2 separate regions of the Mus musculus genome follow, and region 2 is linked to region 1. The links are chromatin contacts, called in public Hi-C maps. All regions are on one chromosome and are shown on one strand. The core of a region is the stretch at or near the end of the contact, and the rest is flanking DNA. Distances in the headings are between cores, read along the strand shown.

The links. A called contact is a pair of places that touch in the nucleus more often than the background predicts.
Region 2: a contact with region 1 is called in a Hi-C map of the C2C12 cell line, with 4 times the contacts expected there. The contact joins two enhancer-like sites. A contact is called at or near these places in 1 of 15 datasets of contacts at CTCF or cohesin (the NIH/3T3 cell line) and 2 of 484 Hi-C or Micro-C datasets (the C2C12 cell line and muscle stem cells).

What each region holds. Positions count from the first base shown.
Region 1 is chr12:10,327,700-10,332,618 of GRCm38.p6, forward strand. No RefSeq gene overlaps it. Among named protein-coding and RNA genes, the nearest start is that of Nt5c1b, 40 kb to the right of the region's middle. Within about 2 kb of position 1,877, at least 32 of the 459 cell types and tissues checked have an H3K27ac peak or open chromatin away from gene starts, as enhancers often do. A contact at or near this core is called in the C2C12 cell line, where this site is marked.
Region 2 is chr12:10,531,691-10,536,609 of GRCm38.p6, forward strand. No RefSeq gene overlaps it. Among named protein-coding and RNA genes, the nearest start is that of Gm38407, 88 kb to the left of the region's middle. Within about 2 kb of position 2,496, at least 3 of the 459 cell types and tissues checked have an H3K27ac peak or open chromatin away from gene starts, as enhancers often do. A contact at or near this core is called in the C2C12 cell line, where this site is marked.

The DNA of each region.
Region 1 (4,919 bases), core at 627-3,126:
CTTGTTTTGACAGATGAAGTAACAGATCCGCGTTGTTCTGAAAGCACGCCACGCCTTTCCCCGAGAAGCAGGAGGCACTGCAAACACCGAGATGACAGTGACGGATTTAAGGTTTCATATAATTTTCTTTTTTTTTTCTTTTTTTGAAAACTACTATGGAGTTTGCGGGAAGCATGATTAATAGCATAAAAATTGCTTCTATCTTTGGCTAACAAGCATCCGGTAATGAATCAAGTCATCAGGATTGCAGATAACGTGTACTCTCTGCATGCTCAAATTTCTGAAAGATGACATGATTGTGAGTGGAAACATTCCAAATTCTGAAATATTTATTCAGCAGTAAAAACAGTTAAGATGAAACAAGGCAAGGAGAGCTGCCCTTGTTCTGGAAAGAAATACGTACATGAGATGCGAGCACGGGAAGTGTGAGTCCTTCCTAAGGAGTCTGGGACATCTCTCAGGACAGACATGTGAATAGTGGCTTATTCTGAGCCTTTTTATATTTCTTTTATGTTTTAATTTTTTATTTATTTATTTATTTTTTATTTTTCAAGATAGGATTTTTCTGTGTAGCCCTGTAGACCAGGCTGGCCTTGAATTCAGAGATTCACCTACCTCACCTTCTGAGTGCCGGGATTAAAGGCATGTGCCACCACAGTGCAGCATCTTTCCCTATTTCTAAGTTGCAGCACTCAAAGGATAGTTTATATTAGCTTGGAATTCTAAGACTAAAGTTAAATTGAGGATTACAAAATATCAGCTCTGGACATTAGCTCATATTCTCTCTCTCTCTCTCTCTCTCTCTCTCTCTCTCTCTCTCTCTCTCTCTCTCTCTCTCAGTTTTCCTCAGTCTGTAGCCCTTTAAACTCTAAACAGTAGGATTATATGCTGTGCCTAATGACATTGGCTTGTAACAAATTGAAGACTGCCTGGGCTATAGGGTAAGAACAACAAAGCCTCACTAAAATCGTAAAAGGGATGAGTATATATTTTAGTGATACAGTCCTTGCCTAGAACACATAATAACCTGAGGTTGATCCTCAGTACTACTGAAAGAAACAAACTGTATTATTAAGACACAATGCAATACTTAAGAGACTGAAATGTTACAGAAGAAATACATAGTCAAATTGAGGCCAATTTGTACACATCCATTATTATGTTTGACCAATTGATTTTTACAGTGTCTAATCAACTTAGACTCAGGGAACAGAGTCCAAGATTCCAGATTGAATTAATTTACAAGATTTGCCTTAAGCCTACTTCCTCTTAAGACTGTCCTCCCTTCCTTCTAGATTCTAGTATCACTGGGTTCATGAACTCAAATGATCATTTATGATAATATATCATACTTTTCAACCAACAATGTTAATGTAAATAAGCAAAAGCAAATTATTTGCTAAAATATAACCAAAGGTTATTATTTTTATGATATCTAGCCTACAATATACTAGAATTCGTGGCATAAGATGTAGAATTCATGAGTTAAGAAACTTTTCACATTAAACAGGGTTACCTGCATTTTGAAGAAGAAAGGTAAAATAGAAAATAAAAAGAATTTATTTATTATTTCAGTATTTCCTGAAACAAAAATATTAATAGAGATGTACAATTATATTTCATTTTTCAAGTGAAAAAAAGTAGGAAAAATACTGTTAATCTAAATTGAATTTGGTAGTATACAAAACTACCTCATTCAGTACAGGGCTTTTTAAAACACACGAGTTGATACTCTTGCATATGTCTAACCTTAATAACATTAATGCCTTTAAAGTAGGAAAGCTGACAGGAAGAAACTTTCTAGCTCTGAGTCTACTCAGTTTAGGGTGACTCAGGATACTTGCTTAACCTCATCTTCTTCTCGGAAGCTCTCGTAGCCCATAGCCTAACCACACAATGTATTACTCATATCCATTCTCCTGAAAGCAACAGAAATAGAATTATCTTTCTAGTGAAAGTAACTACCTCTTCTTCCATCTTATTCAATTAAATCCAATGTCCTTACAGGCTGTGTCACTACTAAAGTATTTCTGGGTACTCCCTTCAAACTGTCAGTGGTGAGAGCAAGCTGCAAACAATGAGCATAGTATTTAACTCAGGCTGTCAACATTCCCTGAAACTTAGTGACTTCCAATAGTAATAATTTCCAATTAGATTGGCATGAACTCCACCAGTATGGTAGTTAGGGAAATGACCAAAGTTACTCACAGTGACTTCATGAAACTTTGACCCTATGAGTTATAATATCTCAGTAATTATAACTACTAAAAAGCTATAAATATCATTCTCATTTTACAGGATTTAATGCTAACATTGGATTGCACCATGTGGTTTTACTGAGTTCCAAAATCTTGGTTGTATTTCTCTCTTTCTTCACTCCCAATAATACACAACACACAAGTAGTTACTTTGATGAAAACAGAAATAAGTTGCATAAGCAATGCCATATCGATAATATAACTTAAAATTCCCTTTCAACTCTCATCACTGAGATGGATCCATGGAATGGTAGACAGAATCCATGAAGCAGGAGCTCAATGGATTCTCTGTTGGAAATGACGTCATTCTGCCACGTATCTGTCACTAATTGTGAGACCCTCTGAACCCCCAAGCTCATCATGATAGCAGATTGCTCATGCATTTGCCACTTCTGGCTAGAATGCTTATCTGGGAAGTAAAATTACTTTGAGATCACAGACTTAGGAATAGAAGGATATCTGGAGGTTGACTGTTCTGTCAAAAATTCTTTATAGTAATTTGAGATCCTTTTATGCATATTTAAAGTATCCACTGAACAAGTCTCCTATAGTTTTATTGAAAAGAGAAGAAAGTGATATAAACCCATTTTTTTAAAATGAGTTACAATAAAGTTTTAAAGTAATCTGAATGTGGTAATAAGCTTAAACCTTGGAGACAGACAGACAGACAGACAGAGCTGGAAACTGTTCTTACATTGATACTTAACATTTATGGCACAGGTAGGCATTTACTCCAAATTAAATGAGGCTTGGTCTTTATAACACAGGCATACAATATCTACTTCATAGAATTGTAGTACTTATGAAATAAGAATATAATATCTGCTTTATAGCATTACTATGACAACTAAATGAAATAATCAATGTCCAGTTTACTCACAAAATGTACTGTTATTCTCCTGTGAACTAAGAAAGACACTATGAAACCATAGTCATTACTGAGTATGACTTCGAGGTCTTCAGACTCTCTTCCATATTTCCCTCAGTTGTTATAAGGAATTATAGCTCTCTAAAGACAAGTTAGTAGTACATTACTTGATTTTCAACTTTTAACCAGTTACTCTGAGGTCAATTTTAGCTGCAAAATCATTATCACCAAATATTCTGTCAATCTTCCATTCTTTCCCTTCTATCCTCAACATAAACCATGAATGAAAGCACCATCACATACAGATAGGAACCTATGCAACCTAATCAAAAACTATTTGGCAGGAACTGGAAATGTCAGGAAATCAGGAGGGAAGAAAGAAACATGAGGTAACAAAAATGTTTGGGCCTCAAATATGAATAAGATAGATGGCTCACACTAGGGTTCTGCCAAAAAATGGTAGCATAGAGTGATTTGTTTTGGATGAGGTTTTCTGACACAATAATTCTTGTTTATGTGTAATTTTACAGTGTTTTGCTTGGAAAACACAAAGGCTCTCAGAATACTACCTCAAATTCTTTTAAGTTAACAGATATAATTAATAGTTTCAGAACTAGAGCAAAGTTGGCACAGAGGGGAGAGACCAGGGTATGAGAATGGTGTCAGTAGTAGAGCAATGGCAGAAAAGCAGTAAACTCTGGTGGGAACATCAAGAGACGAGCTTGTGGTGTTAGCTCTTCCTTCTGGTCCAGAAAACTGACTAGTATCTCTATATTCTACCCACAAGACTTTTTCTACCACCTCTTCTCATATAGAGAGAGAGCAGGGACACTCTCCATCCTATCTTTCCATGGAAACTGAATAAACATTAAAAAAATTGTAAAAATCTCGGTATCTGTGGTGGTCTGCACCTATGCTATATTCTCCTGTCCCTTAAACTCCATTGTTGCCACTTTCTATGTGTTATCATGATTAAGTCTTGTGATTTTCTTTCTAGGAGTATGAGGTATAAAGCAACATATCTATGAGTCTTTTCCACTTATCCAAAATGAGTATTCTAGGAGTCATATTCTGTACTCCCCAGTGGTCTCAGTAGCCTATTACTGAAACTTATTTCCTATAAAATTTGTAAAAAGATATATTTCTTATAGAATGGAAACCCATTTTAAAGTTTGTTAAACTGACTCCTTTTTAATTTTTATCTTCACAACACCTATAATGAGATAGTTGTTTAGGCACAGGAATAAAGTCTAATATAAAATATAAATTCTATAGGTGAGGTACTATGGAGCTTTAAAAAGACACTGAGGTCACCGGGAAGATGGATGAGTGAAGGAAGTGTTGGCTGTGGTAGCAATCATGAGGACCCACTTTCAGGTTCTTCGAATCCACATAAAAGCCAGACCAAATGGCCTGAGTTTGTAATCTAATTTTGGAGACACAGAGCCAGGTGGATCTATGAAGCTCATTGGCCAGTATTTTAGCCAATTGTTGAACCCCAAATTGAATGACCAAATCTCAGAGAATAGAATGGAAAGCAATGAATGGAGGTAAGACGCTAAACATCATCCTCTTGCCTTTGCATGCACGCATGTGCATGCCTGTGTATGTATGGGTGTGCATGGGTGTATAGATAATAAAATTAAGTCAAAAGTTGCTGAGAAAGAAGATGCAACATCAAAGTCACAGCTGTGTCTCAATTCTAATTTGCCATTCAATGTTGAATACATTCTTCACCTTCATGAAGCCTTCCCCAAAATAAAAATTACAGAGTTTATAACAAGACTAAATTG
Region 2 (4,919 bases), core at 1,246-3,745, 200 kb after region 1:
GTCTCTCAAAATAGGCATTGCAGGAGAGTTAGAATTATTCACTGAGGCAGGGGAAGAGAAAATGCATTTAATGAAGCCTGACTATAAATTAGAAGACCTTGCAACACCAAGAGATGGTGAAGCTGTCAAGATGACTTGAAGATTGAAATAACTAAGTTCATCAAGAAATAAAGTAGATAACAGTAAGCCAGGGGGGTTTATTCAGTTCAGAACATATCTAAAGTAAAAACCAAACAAAGGACAAGGTGGGGTGCAAGAGAAAAATTCTGGGCTCCCTGTGGACTATTCTAGAAACAAATTAAAGGAAATAAAGGGAAATTTAGAGACTATAAAAATGAACATGTTTCATAAGGTTTTAAAGAGTAAAAAATCCTCCACAGAAACTATGATACTGATGCTTCCTAAAATCAAAGACCAATATTGAATACCAGCAATGGTGGCACATCAGCTATTTAATCCTACAGCTGTCTACTACATGGGCTCAGAATCCTAGAGGAAAACAATACTGCCTTTTCCTTTCCATTTTCATTGTCAATTTGACTGGGCCTGGAATCACCTTGAAGTTGTACATCTGGGCACATCTTAAAGGGTGTTCCTAGGGACATATAAGTGAGAGAAGAAGATAGACCTATCCTGAATGTGATAGTAACATCCTATAGGCTAGGGACCTGAATTGAATAAAAAGAAATTCAAGGAAGAAGTTGACACAGTGCAATCAGTCACTCCCTACACCTACTAAATGATCTCATGTTATAAGCTGACATAAGTCACTCTTTAAGTTCTTTTCCATGTATTTTATCACAATGTTCAATGTACATAATATACAAGAAAAGTAAATAAACCTTGAAGCCAAATTAATGCCTGCAGCAATAATAATTGCAAAGGATTTTTGTATCTCAGAGAATAGTAGCTAAAGCCTATTGTGAGGGTGGTGTGGCATTTTAAAACCTCTGCACAGTATGAAACAATTACAAGAATAAACAGATAAACTAAAGAACAGAATAAAAATATTTCCAGGCTATTGACTTGCAAGGAATTGATATTCAGAATATATAAAGAATACAACTAGCAAAAGAACAAATAATCCAACTTGCAAATGGGCAAATTGATTATCCATTTGAAAAATAACACACACATATGAAAACAACAGCAGCAGCAGCAGCAACAACCATAAGCAGTTGCTAAATGTGTGGGGGAAACATCAAGATATTTAGTCATCAGGAAGATGCAAATTAATCCTACTCTAAGTCTCGTTCATTCTCTTCTTTATTTTTGAGAATTTAATAGATGTGTACAATAAAATATCATTTCTTCCATTATTCCCATTCATGGCTCCCCTACCCCCTTTGGATAGCCTACTACGTCCAGTTAGTCCTGCCTTTATGTGTATGGGTGGGGCCATTCTGTGGAGCATGGGAAAACTATTAGGGCCATAATATCAATACAGAATGATTATTTGCTAGGAACTATCACTACCAATAGCTCCTCATATGAAGTGGGACCTTGAGATCATCTACTCTATGTATGCCAAGATTTTGACTGCTGAGAGTTAATAAGTTCAATAGCCATATCACATCCGGAAAACATCATCATTTCTCCTGTCTTCCAGATCTGACATTCTTTCTTCCTCCTCTCCTTCTAATGTTCCCTGAACTTGCTGGAGATGAGGTTTTGTTTAGGGCTGAGCTCTTGGTCCCTTATTCTCAGTGCTGTGAATAGCAACTCATCTCTCCATGATTGCTTACAGTACAGGGAAAAAAAAAAAAAAAAAAACAAAACCTCTCTGACCAAGGTTGAGACCTCGGGTCTGTCTGCCAGGAGACAAGCAACCTTGAGAAGTCTGGGATGCTACCTTGGGATTCTATTTCACCCTTGTCTGATGGCTATCATCAAGAAAACAAAAATGGTAAGGAGCATTATTGACTAAATCATAAAGTAGTCAGTTCACAATGGGAATTAGTATGGCAAAAGCCTCAAAAAAAACTAAGAAGAGAACTAGACTATGACCTTGTTACATCACTCCAGAACGTACATATAAAGAAACAAAATCTGTATACATGCCCAAATATGCAAGCTTATTGTAGCACTAGTCACTATAGCCAATTTATGCAACAGCCTTGATATCTGATGATGAATGAATGACTGAAGTATGGCTTATGTACACAATGGGTGTTATTATTTAGCCATGAAAAAGAATGAAACTATTTAATTTGCAGAGAAAATAATTGAGTGAAAATTGAGATCATATTACATAAAATAGCTAAATTCATGTAAGAACATATCTTACATATTTTCTCTCATATGCAGAATTTAGACTTTTAAAGAAAAAAAATCAAACAAGACCCACCCCATGGGAGACAGCCAAGCCCGACACTTTCATGATATTCTGCTATGCTTGCAGACAAGAGGCTACCATAACTGTATTCTGAGACGCTCCATCCAGCGACTGATGGAAGCAGATGCAAAGACCCATAGCCAAAACATAGGTGGAGCTCAGGAAGTCCTGTGGAAGAGCTGTGGGAAGCACTGAGGGGGAGCTGGAAGGATCAAGGATACCACAGGATGACCTACAGAGGAAACTAATCTGTGCCTATGAGGCGCACAGAGACTAAACCACCAACCAAAGAGCATGCGTGGGCGGGATCTAGACATCCTGTCAGAAGTAGCAGATGCATAGCTTGCTCTTCATATGGGTCCCTTAACAATTGGAGCAGGAACTCTCTCTGACTCTGTTGCCTGCCTTTAGATTGCTTTCCCACAGCTGGGCTTCCTTGTCTGGCTTCAATGGGAGAGGGTGCACTCAGTCTTGCTGAGATGTAAGAGGGTAGGCTGGTAGCCGTGGAAGGCCTCCTCTTATCTGAGGAAAAGAGGATGGGGAATGGAGGAGGGTGTGTGAGAGTGGAACTGGGACGAGAGTAGCGAAATGTCTGTGATCAGGCTGTAAAGTGAATGAATGAATGAATAAATAAATTGGTGAAGAAAAATAGAAAAAAAATCAGACAAGAAAGTAAAGGATAGTAATTGGGAAGAGGAAAGGAACCAATGAGAGGAGCCAAGGAGGACAAAGGAAGTGGGTGTGGTTAAAAAGCACTATATATATATATATATATATATATATATGAAAGTATTAAGATGGAATGCACTATTTTACATAATCAACATGTGTTAATATTGCAAATATTATAATATTAGTATACATATAACTAAAAACCTTTTTTTTTCTGAAGGAAAGTAGACAGCCACCAAGGAGTTGAACCTGAGATGGCCTGGATGGAAAAGGTCCTTGCTGCCAAGGCCAAGGACCTGAGTTCAAACCACAGGTCCTTCTAACCTCTTCATATAGGTAGATACACAAACACATAAACAAAAATAAACAAATAAAATGTAAAAGTGGATCTAACATTTAATATTCAATGTAAAGATTGAATGCTAACTTTCCTTTTCTTGTACCTTGAGCCAGGTAGGTGCTGCCTCTAACTGATTCATGAAGAATATCCGAGAAAGTACAGTAATGGAGATAATTTGCTGTGGTTTATGTTTGACATGGTCTAGTGTGCTGTGTCAGGGCGGTGGTGTGAAGCAGGATGCGAGGCTAGTAGGAAGCTTCCGTCAATGGCATGCATCCCTGAAGTGGGTTAGAGGACGTTTGTCCCTTGGTTCTTTCTGCCTCTGGCTTCCCAGGTATGGGATGAGTGGTTTGTCTCAGTCACTCTCATGACACACTGCGTTTTCCAAAATATAAGGCTAACTGATCATCAATGGAACACTCTAAAACTGTGAGCCAATATAGTCATGTTCTCTAGATATCTCTAGATAGTTGTGGATCTCGGTGTTGACCGAGTGATCAGAAGCTAGCAGTCAGTAATGTGGAGAGCTCGGCTAGTTTCATGCTCTGTGCCAGTTGAGTTTTTTGAGTCTTTTTATGTTGCTTTCTCTTACAATTATCTTAGAATACAATTACTTCCTTACCTGTCTTTGATCACATTGTTTATGAGACTAGTAGGAGCCAAACTACTTCACCATGACACTGAATCCCTACCACTGACCAGAGGAGCAGAGTTGATTTCTATGAGCCTGGGAAACCTGCTGGAAATACCAGACCTCTTCCTCTGAGCCCTAGCACAGGTGAATAATGGCTTTTTAAAACTCTTTATTTTAGGAAGCTGAATTGATATATTGAAACATGGTCCCAGGAGCTGGATGTGAACTGTCCAGCTAGAAGAGTAAAGAAGCCTGCAGAGGTACCCAACTCTAACGCCACCTGAGACCCCTTCCTGGCTCTGCCTTGTGTAAAGATCCACACAAGGTCCTCAAATGAAGAGCAGGGGCTGTAGATCTCCGCTGGGTCCAGGTCCAACACATGAAACTCCAGCTGTCTGGTGATGGGCTTTCTGGGCCAAGGCCAAGGCAATGGTATGCTCCTCACAGGTAGTCTTTTCCCGTTTCTGAGGCTCCCCAAGGTGTATTCAATAATGCGCTCCTCATCCTGAAGCAGATGGGAAAGTGTTTTAAAAGGTGCCAGGTTTATTTATGGAAGCAGGAGACAGCATTTAAGAGATGCGCTTTGCCAATGTGAAATGTGAACTCTCAAAACAGGAAGTGTGCTTTACTGCCCATTTATTTTATTGCTGTATCAGCTGCCCAGAGCTGAGGAATCCTTCCTCTCAGGCATTATTTATTTTCTAACTTCTGAACTAGAACGTCTTGACCATCGGTTCATCCGACTCCTTGAAGCCCGATTCCAACTCCGACCATGTGCCCTGTGCCTTACTGTCGTCCGGAATGCTTCACGGAGAGCACTGGAGACATTGGAAAAACATTGCTCAGCCAGCGTCTTTGTGTTTATGTACACGAGAAGCTGAAAACAATGAAACCAAATGATAATAGATGGTAAACATTGTAAATGCTTCTTAGAATGA